2 separate regions of the Triticum aestivum genome follow, and region 2 is linked to region 1. A link is a contact called in public Hi-C data. All regions are on one chromosome and are shown on one strand. The core of a region is the stretch at or near the end of the contact, and the rest is flanking DNA. Distances in the headings are between cores, read along the strand shown.

The links. Hi-C and Micro-C count contacts between places; a contact is called where the count stands out from the background.
Region 2: a contact with region 1 is called in a Hi-C map of leaf, with 5 times the contacts expected there. The contact joins the promoter of LOC123061638 here to the promoter of LOC123058420 in region 1. A contact is called at or near these places in 2 of 5 Hi-C or Micro-C datasets (both in leaf).

Annotation. Positions count from the first base shown.
Region 1 is chr3A:456,776,737-456,784,263 of IWGSC CS RefSeq v2.1, reverse strand. LOC123058420 (pathogenesis-related genes transcriptional activator PTI6-like) reads left to right here and starts at 4,260. Exons shown (of 1, transcript XM_044481150.1): 1 at 4,260-5,962. The coding sequence starts at 4,909. The coding sequence ends at 5,796.
Region 2 is chr3A:457,362,632-457,370,158 of IWGSC CS RefSeq v2.1, reverse strand. It overlaps LOC123061638 (ubiquitin-conjugating enzyme E2 5A), which reads left to right and starts at 2,539. Exons shown (of 5, transcript XM_044484817.1): 1 at 2,539-3,257; 2 at 3,356-3,444; 3 at 7,285-7,412. The coding sequence starts at 3,375. It overlaps LOC123061637 (vacuolar protein sorting-associated protein 25), which reads left to right. Exons shown (of 7, transcript XM_044484816.1): 3 at 184-323; 4 at 581-634; 5 at 764-852; 6 at 954-1,023; 7 at 1,964-2,241. The coding sequence ends at 2,085.

The DNA of each region.
Region 1 (7,527 bases), core at 3,011-5,510:
TTGAAGGGTATAGTGATGCGAATTGGATCTCTGATGCTGATGAGATGAAGGCCACAACTGGGTATATGTTTACTCTTGGAGGTGGCGCTGTTTCCTGGAAGTCTTGCAAGCAAACGATCTTAACGAGATCAACAATTGAAGCTGAATTAACCGCATTAGACACATCTGGTGTTGAAGCAGGATGGCTTCGAGACCTTTTGATGGACCTGCCATTGGTTGATAAACCGGTTCCGACTATCCTTATGAACTGTGACAATCAGACTGTCATCACCAAGGTGAAGAGTTCAAAGGACAACATGAAGTCCAACAAACACATAAGAATGAGATTAAAAGCTGTCAGAAAATTAAGAAACTCCGGAGTGATAGCGTTGGAGTATGTCCATACGGCTAAGAATCTGGCAGATCCCTTTACAAAAGGGCTATCACGTGTTGTGATAGATAATGCATCGAGGGAGATGGGTATGAGACCCACATGAGTTGCCATGGTGGTAACCCAACCTATGTGATCGGAGATCCCGTGAAGTAGGACCTGGGAAAACAAGCCAGTGGTGAACTGAGGAGAGTAACTATACTAACCCACTCCGTTGGAGATGCAATACTCTCAATACTGTATGGTAGGATGACTATTGTCTTAATGTGTTCCAAAGCTTATGTAAGCAAGATGCTATCCTACAGAGCGATCTTTGGAGGAACACACCTATGTGAGCCCGACTGCTGGTCACAGTCTATGAGATTGGGGTGATCTCTAGTAAGCTCATGAATAGGCCAGGAGTGTGACTTATATGCTCCACCTGAGGGGTCAGCCTTCGGCAGCCTAGTACTAGTAAGACATGTGGTGAAGCTTCTTTACGCCAAACTGACAATTCAAGGCATAGTCCATTGTTCAGTTGTGAAGGAGTGTAGCTACTTGCTCTAGGTGAAGCTCAACCTTAACAGGTCTTCACTGAAACACTGGTATATTGAAACAGCAATTGGAACAGAGGACACAATGGGCCCTCGAAATCTGGTGGGGGGTTGCTGAAATTTGAGATGGGCTTTAGGCCCATATAGCAATTTCTGAAAATCTCTAAGGGCCCATGTGGGTTTATTGGCACTAGGTGTAGTGGAAAGTTTAGTCCCACCCCGCTAGTGGAGAAGGAGTTGGACCTCTTTATAAGGGATTGTCTTCCACATGCTATTGGAGCTTGAGAAGAGAAGAGGCCCTCGCGCGCTCCTCCTCCGTCGTCCGCCTCGCCACGCCGCGCCGCAGGTTGCGGGATTGACCCGAGCCGAGCTCACACCTACGCGCTTATATTTGCCAGTCACTAACGAGGAGTTTCTGACAGCTGGGCCATGATCTGAGACGTCGGATCGTGGGCTGTCACGGACTCGAACATGGGTCGAGCCCACGTCTCTCCACGCGGCTGCGCCTATATAAGTGTGCGGTGTCTCCCAACCCTAGACGCCACGATCAGATCGCATCTGCTCACGCGCACGCCCATCGTCGTTCTTCTGCTGCTGCTGCCGCCGGTGACTCCATCCCGTTCGCCGCGTACACGGTCGACGGGAGAGCAGGTCTCCGAAACCCCGTCCCTCTGGTTCCTGTACGGGAGAGGGACGAATAGGTTTTTGGGAAGCGACTACGCGACTGCTCGCTGTTCGTCTACTTCCTCTACGTCCGCATCGCCCTCGTCATCATCATGTCCACCGACGCTGAATGTGCTGCCGCCGAGAAGCTCGAGGCCGCCAAGGACACTGCTGCTGCCGCCACCGCCGTGGCGGCTTCTGCCTGGCCTACTGGAGGGTATAACATGTTTATCCCGCTCCAGTTTATTTTCGTATTAGCAGTACTAGCAGTATGTGTAGATTTGTCTACTGTTTGATTAGTACGTGCATGTTTAGATCAGAGCCAGTACATCGTCAATTCAGTCAATGCCATGCTAGTGATTTATTTATGGATTAAATTAGTCGAAAAATTGCCTATTTACTCAGCAGTTATCCCTAGTGTTTAGCCTTCCCCAAAAGGCAAGCCAAAGGAAGGTTATGTACTTCAAGGGAATAAGCTTGTCCCAAACCCACTGCTCGTACGGATATTGAACCCCTCGGAAAGTTAGCAGCTTGTAGAAGTACCTCATGCACACACCCTTACCAAAAGTGGTAGCAGACCGGGCATCCTCAGAATCACTGACGGGGACAACGTTTGTCAGAATCTCATGCAAAGTTTGCAGCTCAGAGCGCGCGGCCCTTGAAAGATTTGGATGGAGTTGGACCTCCTAGCCATTTTGGGAGAACTGCGAAGCAACGAAGCAGCACGGATCCCTCGCAAAGGAGTAGAGGACAGACGGCAAGAACTTCAGACGGCCGAAGTCAAGCCAACAATCATGCCAGAAGGAAACCAGGGCCCAGAGCCAAGCGAGCAGCAGGTAGAGTTGACAACCAGAGGAATGCATTGTTTGAAACCTTTCCAGAAGGCCGTATCAGCACGGTGTGCAGCTAGAGACAGATCCTCTGTGCAATACTGCATGGCAAACCAGATATAGTAGGGGACGCCTGAGGGTTGTAAAACCTTTGCCACAAATTTGCACAACATCGATTGACTGTAGGCAGCCAAGTCTCGAACATCAAGGCCACCAGAGCTGTGTGGGAGAGTAACATGATCCCAGGCTACAGGGCATTGGCCGTCCTTGATCTTGTTCTTGCCCTGCCAGAGGAAAACGCGCAAGAAACCCTCCAGCTTGCATATGGACTCCTTCTGCCATGGGAAGCAGATCATGAAATAGCTAGGTATGCCAACAAGGACAGAGTTTAGGAGGGTGAGGCGGGCCCCATAGAAAGTAATGTGGCAAGCCAACCCGACAGGCGCTTGTCCACTTTATGGATGACTGGCAGGAGCATCTCTTATAGGCCGGCTACGCCATTCTATTGTACTTGTTCTAAGCTGCATGAATGCGGTGGGATGGTTCGAAAGCGGAGAGATTCTGGTTTACGAGATCTCAACTTTCATACCATTTCGAACAATTTATATGATCGCCGTTGGATGGCAAAAGATATTTAGAGTGTCATGTTTAGACATTTTAGGGACGGTTTGGTGTTGCGCCTTGAGGCTGTCCTTGGTTGGAGTTGATAAATGGCTCTCCGTCCTCCGGGTCAGAGGCTCCCTGACGCCGGTGCTCCGCCCGACGAATTGACCGGAGTTTCCTTTCCGTCCAGGACCGACCGGCATCACGTGCCGCCCCACCTCCCGCCTCCCGCAATCCGATGCCTGCCTGCACCCTCGCCACAACGGGCCCCACCCGCCATTGGCTCCTCCCTGCCCTGCGCCATCCTCCATCCATCCCCTCTGCGTCCCGCGTGAGTGCGAGTGCGAGCGACCGGCACTGCCTGCCCGGCGGCCCCCGCCGCTCAGGGACCACGCTGGCGCGGGGTCGGCCTCCGTACGGCGGCCAAAAGAAATATGACGACGGGGACGCACGCGACCGTGTTCCGTCTCTCGCTCGCACCGGAGCCGGAGCTCGGAAGGGATGGGGTGACTGGGGCACACACTCCCAGCGCGCGGCTCATCGGTGCGGGCTTGACTGGGTGAACCAGAACCACCGCCAGTGGCAGTGAGGAGAGTGTCGACGAGGAATCGGCCGTCCACACCGCCGCTACGCCCGAGGGACCGGGAATCGTCGACCAACGCGTGCAGCGTGGGGAGCACGTCATGCCTTCGTGGCATCACTCCACCTATGTTCAGCGAGGAAAACAGTGCAGCTACCATCCGTCTTTCTCAAAGAATTCACAACGCGCGGTGGAGTGATGCTCACGGCGTCACAGTTGGAGCAGGCCAGCCCGTACTGCCTACCCAGCCCATACCCGTTACGCATCGCCCCCGTAGTTCTTCTCCCCTTGCGCTGCGGCACTGCACACATCCAGCCAGCCAGCCAACCGGCGACCACGGCACCAGTTACCCACAGTGCCAGACACGGCAGCAGTTTTGCAGGCGCCGCGCACAGTTTACAGCTACGAGTAAAATGGACGGAGGCGTCCTCGTCCTCCTCCTCGGGGTTGGGTAATTAAACTAGTGGCGCGGGATTTGAAATGGAACCTGCCCCGTAAACCAATGCCATCGCATTGCAAGTAGCAGCAGTAAACGCGGCCGGAGGAGAGGTTAAACCCGCAGGCTTTAATTACGGCCGGCGAGGCAGAGATAGTTAAAAACGCTTTCACGGCGGGATCGGGCGTGGGCTCCCGCAGGGCCTGTCGGGCCGGGGCATCCTATAAGACGGCGCTAACGAACCCCAGCCAGTCCACTCTCCCAAAAACCTCCCCAAACCCCCAAATCTCCCATCCCATCCCATCACCGCTTCCCAGCTCAGCTCAGCTCAGCTCAGCCATCTCCGAGTCCGAGGCTCTGCTCTCATTCTCTTCTCTTCTCTTCTCCACTCCCCTCCTTGTTCCTCGCGCTCTCGTTGCTGCGCTCCACGCTCCTCTGTTCCTCTCTCGTCGAGCCAAGATTTTACGGAGTTCGAAAACCGTTAGTATTATCCCGGCGCCTCGCGGCACGCAGAGCACGGCTCGCGGCTTTACTGCTCTGTTACATTTCTGCTCGCCTTTTTAAATAAAAAGAAGGTAAAGAGGAGGAGGAGGAGGAGGCCGTCTTTATTGCCTTCCCCTGCGCCCGCTTCTGCTCTCATCGTCACTCCGTCCTCCTCACTGCTGCCGTTCCTTTGGTCTTTATCCCCCTGCCGATCCGCGCGCGGAGCAGGAGCGAGCGATCCGCCCGCTCAATCGATCGTCAGCTTGCCCGGTTAAGGCTGCAGCTTCCTTTCCTGCTGGGGCCAGGGGGCTCGTTCTGAGCTTTCTACCTCGTCTGTCTTCAAAGGGGTTTTGGGCGAGAGAGACATCGGCATCCTCCTTTCTGTGTGGTTTCCGGTGGTGGCGCGTGCCATGTCGCGGTCGCGCACGGTGCGAATCTACTGGGACGATCCCGACGTGACGGACTCGTCCAGCGAGGAGGAGGACGGCTGCGCCGCTCGGAGGGTGGGAAGGATGGTGCGGGAGCTCCCGCCGGCCCCGGCGCCGCTGGTGCACGCGGCGGCGGCGGCGGCTGCTGCTTCGCCGGAGCAGTGCAGCGCGGGAGACGACGACCTGCCGAGGCGTGTTGGTGGGTGCACCGGTGCGCGGAAGAGGCTGGCCAAGGGCGGCGGCTCCGCTGCGCAGAGCACCAAGTTCCGCGGCGTCAGGCGGCGGCCGTGGGGCAAGTTCGCGGCGGAGATCCGCGACCCGTGGCGTGGCGTGCGCGTCTGGCTCGGCACCTTCGACACCGCCGAAGAGGCCGCGCGCGTGTACGACAACGCGGCCATTCAGCTCCGCGGCGCCACCGCCACGACCAACTTCTCCACGTCCACCAACTCGGAGGGCGGCCAGGAGGACCTGACGGCGGCCGGGTACGAGTCCGGCGCCGAGTCCTCGCAGGCGGTGTCGTCCCCGACGTCCGTCCTCCGCAAGGTGCCGTCCATGTCGTCCTTGGCGGAGGACAGGGGCGACTCGGAGGCCTGTCAGGGCGACGCCGCCGCCGGCAGCAGCCTCAGCGTTCCGGAGGAGCTGGGCGAGTTCGTGCCGTTCGAGGACGCGCCGGTCTACTCCAGCAGCAGCTTCTGGGACTTCGAGCCGCAGTCCGGGTTCCTCTACGCCGAGCCGTCGTCGGCCGAGGAGGCCTCGTGGGACGCGTCCGCCGGCGGCGAGCCGTGGGCCGCGCCGGTGCAGGAGAACGACTACTTCTTCCAGGATTTGCGCGACCTGTTCCCGCTCAACCAGCTTCCCGCGATTTTCTAGTTGGGAGCGGCGGAGCTTGCTTCCCTATCTTTTTTGGTGTATGTCGAGGGTATTTTGTCGTGTACGTGTGGTGTGTCCCCGTGTATTTGTAACATGTCCGTGTGCGTTGCTGCTGTGTTGGGTCGACAAGAAGAGAAATGTATGATCCGGGTAGAGTTTTCACTGCTGTGCTGGGTACTATACTACGTCAAAGTTTTGTGTAGTACTGTCCACTCCGATACGCTGCAGGGTGTACGTACATGTACGTACGTATAGGTGTTGTTCACTCTCCACTCCACTCCACAGTCCACAGCTAGCATGGTGCATGCGTGCTTTGGCTGGCACGGCTCCGCGGCGTGGTCCAAACGCTCACTGCTCCAAATGGGGAGGCCATGATTTAGTTGCGCGGAAAGCTTGCGGGTTTTGGTGGTCGGTCGGGGCCAAGCTGCGAAATTATCTGCCGGATCAACGGGGCTCGATCACGCTCACTCACACCACCCCGACTTGGGATCGAGGCAGTGCCGTGCCGGAGTTTGCATCGGTACAGTGTCCGCCTGCCGGGCCGGACATGTCCGTGCGATAGATACAGACATGGCCGCTGGCTTCCCTTGTAAGGAGCAGGTGTTTGGGTATTCATGGCGGGCATTTACGCCGGGTGCAGCAGCGGCGCGTTTTCCCTGAGATCGGGCTCGGCTCCGGCCGGCCGGCCGGGCAGGGAGTTATGGCGGCGAGCCCCGTACGCGTGCGCGTGTGAATCTTGTGACCCGACAGTGGCGAGGGCGAGGGAGTGAATGCGAATGGAGCGAGCGGGCGATGGCGCGGCGTGCAGGGGGAGTGAGAGCGGCGTGGTCCTGCAGGCTGGCTCCTGGCTGAGGCGGTCGGGTCGACCACCACCCACGTAGCGCCCCCGAGCAAGAACACGTACCCAGGTGACCACATGGGGAAGGAGACAGCGCAAAAGATAAGGGGGAGCTGAGATCGGCGGCAAGGAGCGACGTGGCGGCGAGGACGAAGATGCGTACTGTTTTTTTTTGAGACAAAGATGCGTACTGCTTTTTTTTTGAGACAAAAAAAAAACTTCTCCTTAATATGCGTACTGCTGAAGTGACGGCTCAGTGCCGTTTCGTTTGGACCCTGTGCACTCGTCTCCACGGCCTGCCCGTCAAACAAACGGTGGGCCGAGCCTGCGGTCCGACGCACCAGCTTGCGCCGGGCTCAAGACTCTTTTTATTTTTATTTTTAGATACATGTTGAACAAGCCTAAAGAAAAAGATACATGTTGAACAAATTTTGTTCATGGCTTGAACATTCTCTTGATACACATTAATATTTTTTAATACACGCTGGACATCTTTTCTAAATACACATTTAACATTCATCAAATGCAAATTGAACATTTTTTATATAAACAGTGATCAATTAAAAAATACAAGACGCTAATTATTTAAACACATGTTGAACATTTTCTGAATACTAGTCAGCATTTTTCCATATATATATATGGTGAATACTTTCTAAAATATGTAGAACATTTTTAAATACACGATTATCATTTTTCAAATAGAAAATGAACATTTTCGCATAAGATGGGTATTTTATAAAATCACAATGAACATTATTTTAGTGCAGAATAAACTTCCTTTAACTCACGGTTAACATGTTTTTTAAGATACACACTGATAGGTATTTAAATATCATAAACAATTTTTTTGAATGGTTTGATTTTTATTACAAATTACACCAATTTTTTTT
Region 2 (7,527 bases), core at 1,290-3,789, 590 kb before region 1:
ATCCCAATAGTGTGTGTAGCAGTTGAAGCATTTCCTTGCTTTACTAATTCTTACATTTGTTTTAGTAGTGTAAGTGAATTTTTGTGTATGTTGTCTTAAAACAAACTCTGAAAACTTCTGTTAAACACTAATTTTGATATTTTCATGGACTGATAATAATATCATGAGAACATTTGTTCCCAGTTTGCAGCCTGTGAGAGAAACACGTGAAAAGCAAGTGCAGCTATGGAAAGAGCTGATACTTGATTACTGTAGAAGTCAAAAGATGTATATAATCTCCCTGGAAGAAGATTTTCCGTTGTTCTCCAATCCAAAGATTGAGAGTAAGTCGTATTTGTCTGAACCTTGTGTTTTGACTACTACTCTTCTGCAAGACTGCAATTCAGCAAAAATATGTCTTACTGTGTTGAAAGTGCTATGACATAGTGATCTGGCATGATGGTAATGTGTTCCTAAGGCCTACTATGGAGCCTATTGAGCATGCCGGACTAGTGTATACATGAAAATTTTGTTCACTCGATGAGTTTACAATGCATTTGGACATTCCTATTGACGTTACACTGAACTTGCATGCTTTCAGGATCTCTAAGCTATGAAGCAAAGGAAGTGTTCCTTGCAGCTCTTGTTAGTGAAGGTTTATTCTGCACAACATTAAACCTTTAGTTATTGTTGTAGCTGTGTGTAGTTTTGTTTTTCTAGGTAATGGACGCCTTTATTACCCCTGGCCTGTGTGCAACTACTTAAAGCCAAGTTCAAACTGCAGGGCGCGCAGAGTGGATTGACAAAAATCACAAGAAGTGTCTCGTTCTTTGGCTGCGGATTCAAGATTGGGCTAACTGCATATTAGACTTCGTAAGACTTTGTATTCTATTAAACATGTTTCTTTCGAAGCTATCAATTTATCAATGAGTAGTGGCAGTGACTTAATATTTATCTATGTGTTATGCTTGTAGGTAAAGGAAAATGGGTTGGAAGTAACAACAATTGAAGATATACGCTCTGGAATTGAAACACATGGGACCGGTAAGTATACCAAACTTCATGGTGATGAGATTAGATTTTCCATTGAGAACCGAGCTCTAGCTCGGTTGGCTTGGAGCTTATGGTGTAAGCCCACCCACTCACGTTCGATCCGCGGAAGGCTCATTTCTATCTAAGTGAACACACAGTTAATGGAGGGCTTCTCCCCCATTTAGCCAACAAGATTAGATTTTTCATTTTGAATATTTCCGTGACGCTAAGCTTATTTTCTTGCTTTGAAGCAATTTGCGGTAGAAACAGTAATATACATGTACTCCCTCCGTTCCTAAAGATTTGTCTTTCTAGATATTTCCACAAGTGACTACATACGGAGCAAAATGATTGAATCTACACTCTAAAATATGTCTATATACATCCGTATGTGGTAGTCCATTTGAAATATCTAAAAAGACAAATATTTAGGAACAGAGGGAGTAGGATTTAGACTTGGCTAGCTGTTGGATACACATTTCCATGTTTACCCAACTTGTCATGTGGGCTTGGTATTATAGCGGGCACAAGCCTCAGGAGGAGCCGTCTGGCTAAGCCTAGGCTGATAAGTTCTTTTTTCTTGATTCCCTAGTTGGTTAGTTTGGATAAGAATCTATTGGAATATGCAGTTACACTTTTCCTTTTAGGGGTGGCTATTCTATAAAGCCAGGGATAATCTATGTTATATGATGAATGAATAAGCCAGAGGTTATCCTCTGAAAACCCTGTTCCTGCTGCTATCACGCCATGATGCAACCTCCCCTGCACAGCTACGCTCTGGAGCTTAGGCCGTGACATAAGTTGGTGTTGGTGCCTCATTACTAATGCACAGCCCATAATTCGCAAAAAAGAAAAGAAAAGTAATACATAGGCCATGCCCCTCGCTCATAATAAAAGTTGTCTTAGTATTGTGGCCAGTTTGAATCATTCTCTCCTGTGGCGCCTGTTGCAGAACTTGCGGGAATTGATCGTGGTGTCCTCATGCGAGCTTTGAGGCTGCTGGAACAGAAGGGAAAGGCAGTTATCTTTAAGGGCAGTTCAGCAGACGATGAAGGCGTCAAATTTTCTGTTTAAACTTTGTGTACTAGCCCCCAACTAACAGATGAATAATCTCGACCGGTGTCCTTGAACATGATACATCCCTTCTTACCCGTACACTGATCACATCCTTCCGGCGTGTTTATCGGCATCATTCAAACCTTGATATTTATTTGCTCTATTCACATTTCCCGAACTGTTGTATTTAGCCTTCTATTCATCTTCAGCATATATACCTATAAAACTGCATGTTGTGTGTCTCATAAGGCTCAACTAGTGTCTCAGCATATATTCAGAACCAATCGTTGATTGATATATGGCTTGTTAGAATGGAAGGAATTTGAACAAGTAAAATAAAATAAAATAGGGTAAGCTTATCAAGATAGCACGCTTCAGCTGGAAGAAAGGAATGTATTCTAGAAACTAGTGTCAGTTTCTCACACATTGCAGTTCAATTCCCGCAGATTCTTGTGACGCACGCTCCATTAGCGTTTTTGATACTAGAACGGCTCTTATAGTATTATGGACCGAGGGAGGGAGTAGCTTTCTTGTGTTAACATCACTATCGGTTGTCAGGCAATCAGCCACCCAAACAAAAAGCCGGGTTCCACTCATGTCCACTTGGGCTGCATGAATTGGATTCTCTCGCCCCGTCACTGACATGCAGGCCACGAGGAATCAATCAGTCGGCAGGGCCTCCCACCAGAATCTGCAGATTCTTTATTTTTCATTCACGATTATTATAATATCAGGAGGAGACGCGGCTGCCTTTCCGTCGGTGTCACTCCACGTCAGTTCTCTCCATCCATCAATCTATTGGCGTTGATTGAGAGAAGAAAAGAAGGGTATAACCCTGTTCATCAGCAGCCACTAATACGAAAGGGGGTCGGTGCAAGTGCAGCGGATGGATGGGGCATTTGATCTGATGCCACCCGCCTTTGCCGATCAGCCATGGCACCGCACCACTAAAAAGTAAGCAAGCAGGTCCCAACCGCATTGAAGGACGATTCGACGGAAACGAATAAATAAAACCAGCACGCAAACCTGCATCAAGACAGACAGACAGCGAGCAAAGGAACGGGAGGCCCATTTACATATATAGCCCTGCTGCTCCTGGCCCCTTTCCCCAGTTCCGTCCCATTATTGGTTCTTGCGAGGAGGGGGGCGGAGAAACGGAAGCAGGAGGCAGAGAGGAGATCGAGCCAGAGGTTTGTTCCGTTCCAGTTCCTCTTTGTGATGTGTACTAACCTGTTTATGGCAGCAGATTTGATGGTTTCTCTGCTCTGGTTCTTGGGGGGAAAAACAGGGCGGCGAGCAAGGGCGCGATGGCGTCCAAGAGGATACAGAAGGAGCTTAAGGATCTGCAGAAGGACCCCCCTACCTCATGCAGCGCAGGTCTTGCTCCTTTCTTGCTTCTTTTGGTCTGGATTTTGCACTTCTAGGACATGCCCTTGTGTGAAGAGTCAGATTTTTGTGCGTATGCTATGCTTCGGAATGACTTGCTGTGCACACGCTCGCGTCTTCCGTGACTGTACCGGCCGCGAAAGAATGCTTTGCTTGACAGCTATTTGGAGTGACGCTTTATGCTCTGCTTGCCCCAAAAGGGGAAGGGGAGAAGGTGCGATGTGTGCTTGGAGTTCTTGGTGAAAACTACCCGTGAACTTGGGACTTTCTTTTTCTTTTTTTTTGCGGGGAGCATGAATCTGGACTTGGATCAACGGTGCTATGTACTGACATGTGGCCTTGTTAAACCCGCGTCACAGGCAAAGAAGGCTGCCTGCAATGAGAGCCTTAGCTCGATTGTTAGGTATGCGGTTGTGCAGTCTAACCAGCCGGGTTCAATTCTTAGAATTGTCAGGTGATGCACAAGGGTTTCCCCCGTTTATTGAGGACCAAGCTTGATGTGTGGTCACTCATCAAGCTAAAATCTTGGTACTCACAAATAATATATTGGAGGACCATGCTTGATATGTGGTGAGACTACACTTCAAGATAAAAATCTTGGTACTCATACTAAAAAGGGTGTGTGCATCCCTAGTTGGTGCAGAGGCCGGGAAGTGAAATTCTCCCCCCAAATAAGGTTTCTGGAGAATCGGGCCAAAAAGCCCTCTCTCTCCTCTTGTCGCCCCTGTGTGGTGGTTGTCGGCCGCTGTTGTTGCATGGCAGCACAGTAGCCTGCATCTGGTTTGGCGGTGGTGTTCTGGCTGTGTTCTTGCTCGATGTGGCATCACCTGATGGTGCCGCAAGAGTTGGGCGATGGGACGGCGGCCCGGCTTCTTCGATGGTAGCGCCTCCGTGGTTAAGTGGATGATGGAGTGGTTGGGTCTTGCAGTGGTGACGGCCTCCTTGAGGATGGCGGCAACAGATCAGGTTCGATGCGGCTCAGTGAGTGACATGTGTCTCTTCTAGAGGCGTCAGAGCATGCCTGTCGCCGGCAGGTGAAGCCACCGGCGGGTGCTACGCACGATGTCTCATGCGGAGACGTCAAATCATGCCTGACGGCAGGTGCTGCATGGTGGCTCTGGTGGAGGTGTCATGTTATGCATGTTGTTGTTGGATCGAAGGTGGCGCGTCAGTGACCGAAGGCGAGGCTGTATGGGACTTCTTGACTTCCGGTTCCTTTTCCTGCGGTACTCGGCTGGCTAGGCGTCGGTAGCCGAACAAGTGTTGATGGTAGAGGTGACCTCAATGACGAGCATGTGCACTCCGGTGGAAACACTAGATCTCCGATCAGGTTATGTCGACGCACGCCAGCATCGTGCCCTTGCTGAAGGTGGTGGATGGAAGCTTGGCTTTAGGGATGAAAATCTTGAGACCGACCTTGGGTTGGACTCGTCATCATCGGCGCACGTCCGAAGATTCCTTCTCGCAAGAAGCAGTGCGATGAAGCGGCGGCGGCGGCAGCGGCGGGGAACCTTGTCTAGCCCGAGGAGGACAAGGGACCAGGCTGATGATGGCCTGCGGCGACTCAATGCAAGAGGGGCCGATGATCCCCGCGCCACCGCGGCATGCCAGGGAATCTGGCTCTCACCCCTCGAAGAAATTCTGAACCAGGAGGTTGCCCCATTGATAGCAAGTGTGCAATCTCAATCTACAAGAACCCAGTTCTCCATGATCGCAACAAGCATATCGATCTCCGCTATGACTTAATTGAGAACAGTAATGGGACCGCGGAGTTCATCGGCATGAACAAGCAGAAGGCTGATATCCTGATGAAGTCCCTTGGGCGTGTACGATTCCGGAGCTTCGAGCCTTGATCGGCATCGTCGACATCGCCATCCTCTCATGACAGGGTTGAAGAGGGAGATTGTGGCCTGTTAAACCCTGCCGCTCGCGTCGCAGGCAAATAAGTCTGCCATGGCAGCATTTTTGGCCCAACCCAAAAACCGTTGCATATGGCAGCAGCCCTTTACCGTCGGTCTTTTTTTTGTTAGAATTTTTTCAGCAGTTTAGTTAGCTTTTGCCCAGAGGATGCGGTCTGTACACTCCTCGACGACTTTGTAGCATGCATAGCACTAGCTCGGGACATGTGATTACATGTTTGGTAGTGGAGCATGAGCTACGACTTGTTTCCCTTTTCTGAAGAAATAAAAGCAGGAAGAAAGAGCAGAAAAGCTGCAATATTACGCAGCGCAAAATTCAATGTCTTGCTCGTTCTGTTGTGCCCACAGCTCGTGGTTCAGGGTAACATGACACAGTTTGTCCAACGGTAACTGATGCAATCACGCAATCAGTGATTAATATCACAGTGATTCACGGAGATACGGTGTTTACCCTTAGGCGATCTGACAAACGACATTAGTCTCGTCATGGTGGATACTGTAAGTCTTGTCAATACAATTAGAATAAAATCCCTGGCTGGATATTGGGATATTTGGTGGGGTTTAGTTCCAAGCTGGCCTGAACATAAGCGGCAGCCATTTCGAAATTGTTCAAAGTAATTAAACATCTGATATGTGAGGATGGGCCTCTGAATACACTTCAGTTGTAACTTATAAGGTTTTGATTAAAGAACTGTTATTTCCAAATTAATGCATCGTTTAACAGTAAGATTCAGATAATTAAAACAGGTGTTCATTAAGAAAAGATATGGGTAGCTTGACTTATTTCTGGGGAGATCTAGCTACCTATTGATTTGTGTTTTGTTTTTATGTTTCCCAACAAATGCTTTCACTAGAACTAGCTATGTCAACGCTGGTTTCTGTGGGTAACGTGTGAAGCAATGTTATATTGGTGTCTAGAACACTGGCTGTATTAGATCTGATAATGGACCAGGTGCATTCCTTCTTATTTTGCAGCAACGTCATCATCTTTTCACATTGATGACACCAAACTATTGAAAATAAAATAAATTAAGTTTTTACTTCTAGTTCTAGATCAGTTGTATATATGCAGAGTGAACATGCAGGGTACAGCTCACCCATGTATTACGCATCGCAGTACTAGGTTGGCATGACATGGTTATAACTTTTATTGGAAAGAATGTAGCAAACTGTCCCCTATGTTTCTATACTGGCACAACAGATATCTCACTTCAATCTGATGGTCCCTGAACTTGAGGATCGTGCATTGTATTATTGTCTCAACTGAGGTCCAAGCAGCATTTAATTTAATTACCAAATAGCAACTAACGACCATGTCGCAATTTGGGTTTATTTAAGCATAAGTTTGGCCATGCTTGTGACTATTCTGCATTTTGTTTGCCGATGTGTACTTGAATATGCAATCTTATGAGCTCGGCACACTAGTGTAACTACTCCCAACTCATGCAACCACACGGGCTAGCAGTTCAAAAATATTTTTGTTTCTGTGGATTCAAGAAAAAAATGTCTGCATAATACCGTTTTTATTATGCAATATACTATATTTGATATGGAACTAAAATTTATATCGCAGAATTATCTCAGGGTACAACTGTATGTAGAATTGTCTTGGATGTATCGTCAATTAATATTTCTCACTTGACCGCACAATGCTTTTTGGATGGTGCGCGAATTTGCAATCCAGTTATCTTGGGCCAATCAAGTAACACTGATGTAAATTTTGTCTACAAGGATGGTTACTGACGTTTAGTCATTTTTTCCCATCAATTTGTTTTGTTTGACATTGTTTGATACCCCTAGTCTTCTTGTAAGTTCATTTCTGTGTCAAGTATAGCTAGTCGACATGTCTATTAGATAAGATGGTTATAATGCGAACATAGCTAGTTGATGATGATATGATACTATTTTACAGGTCCTGTGGGTGAAGATATGTTCCATTGGCAGGCAACAATAATGGGCCCATCTGACAGCCCATATTCTGGTGGAGTTTTCCTAGTTACTATCCACTTCCCTCCTGATTATCCTTTCAAACCACCAAAGGTACTTGGCACTAGCCTAATTGTCAGTTGTTTCTCTGCATTTCTTCTGTTTCATATGTACTTTGTAAAATTTTGAATCGTATATGTCTGAGGTCATTTCACAGTTCACATCTAAG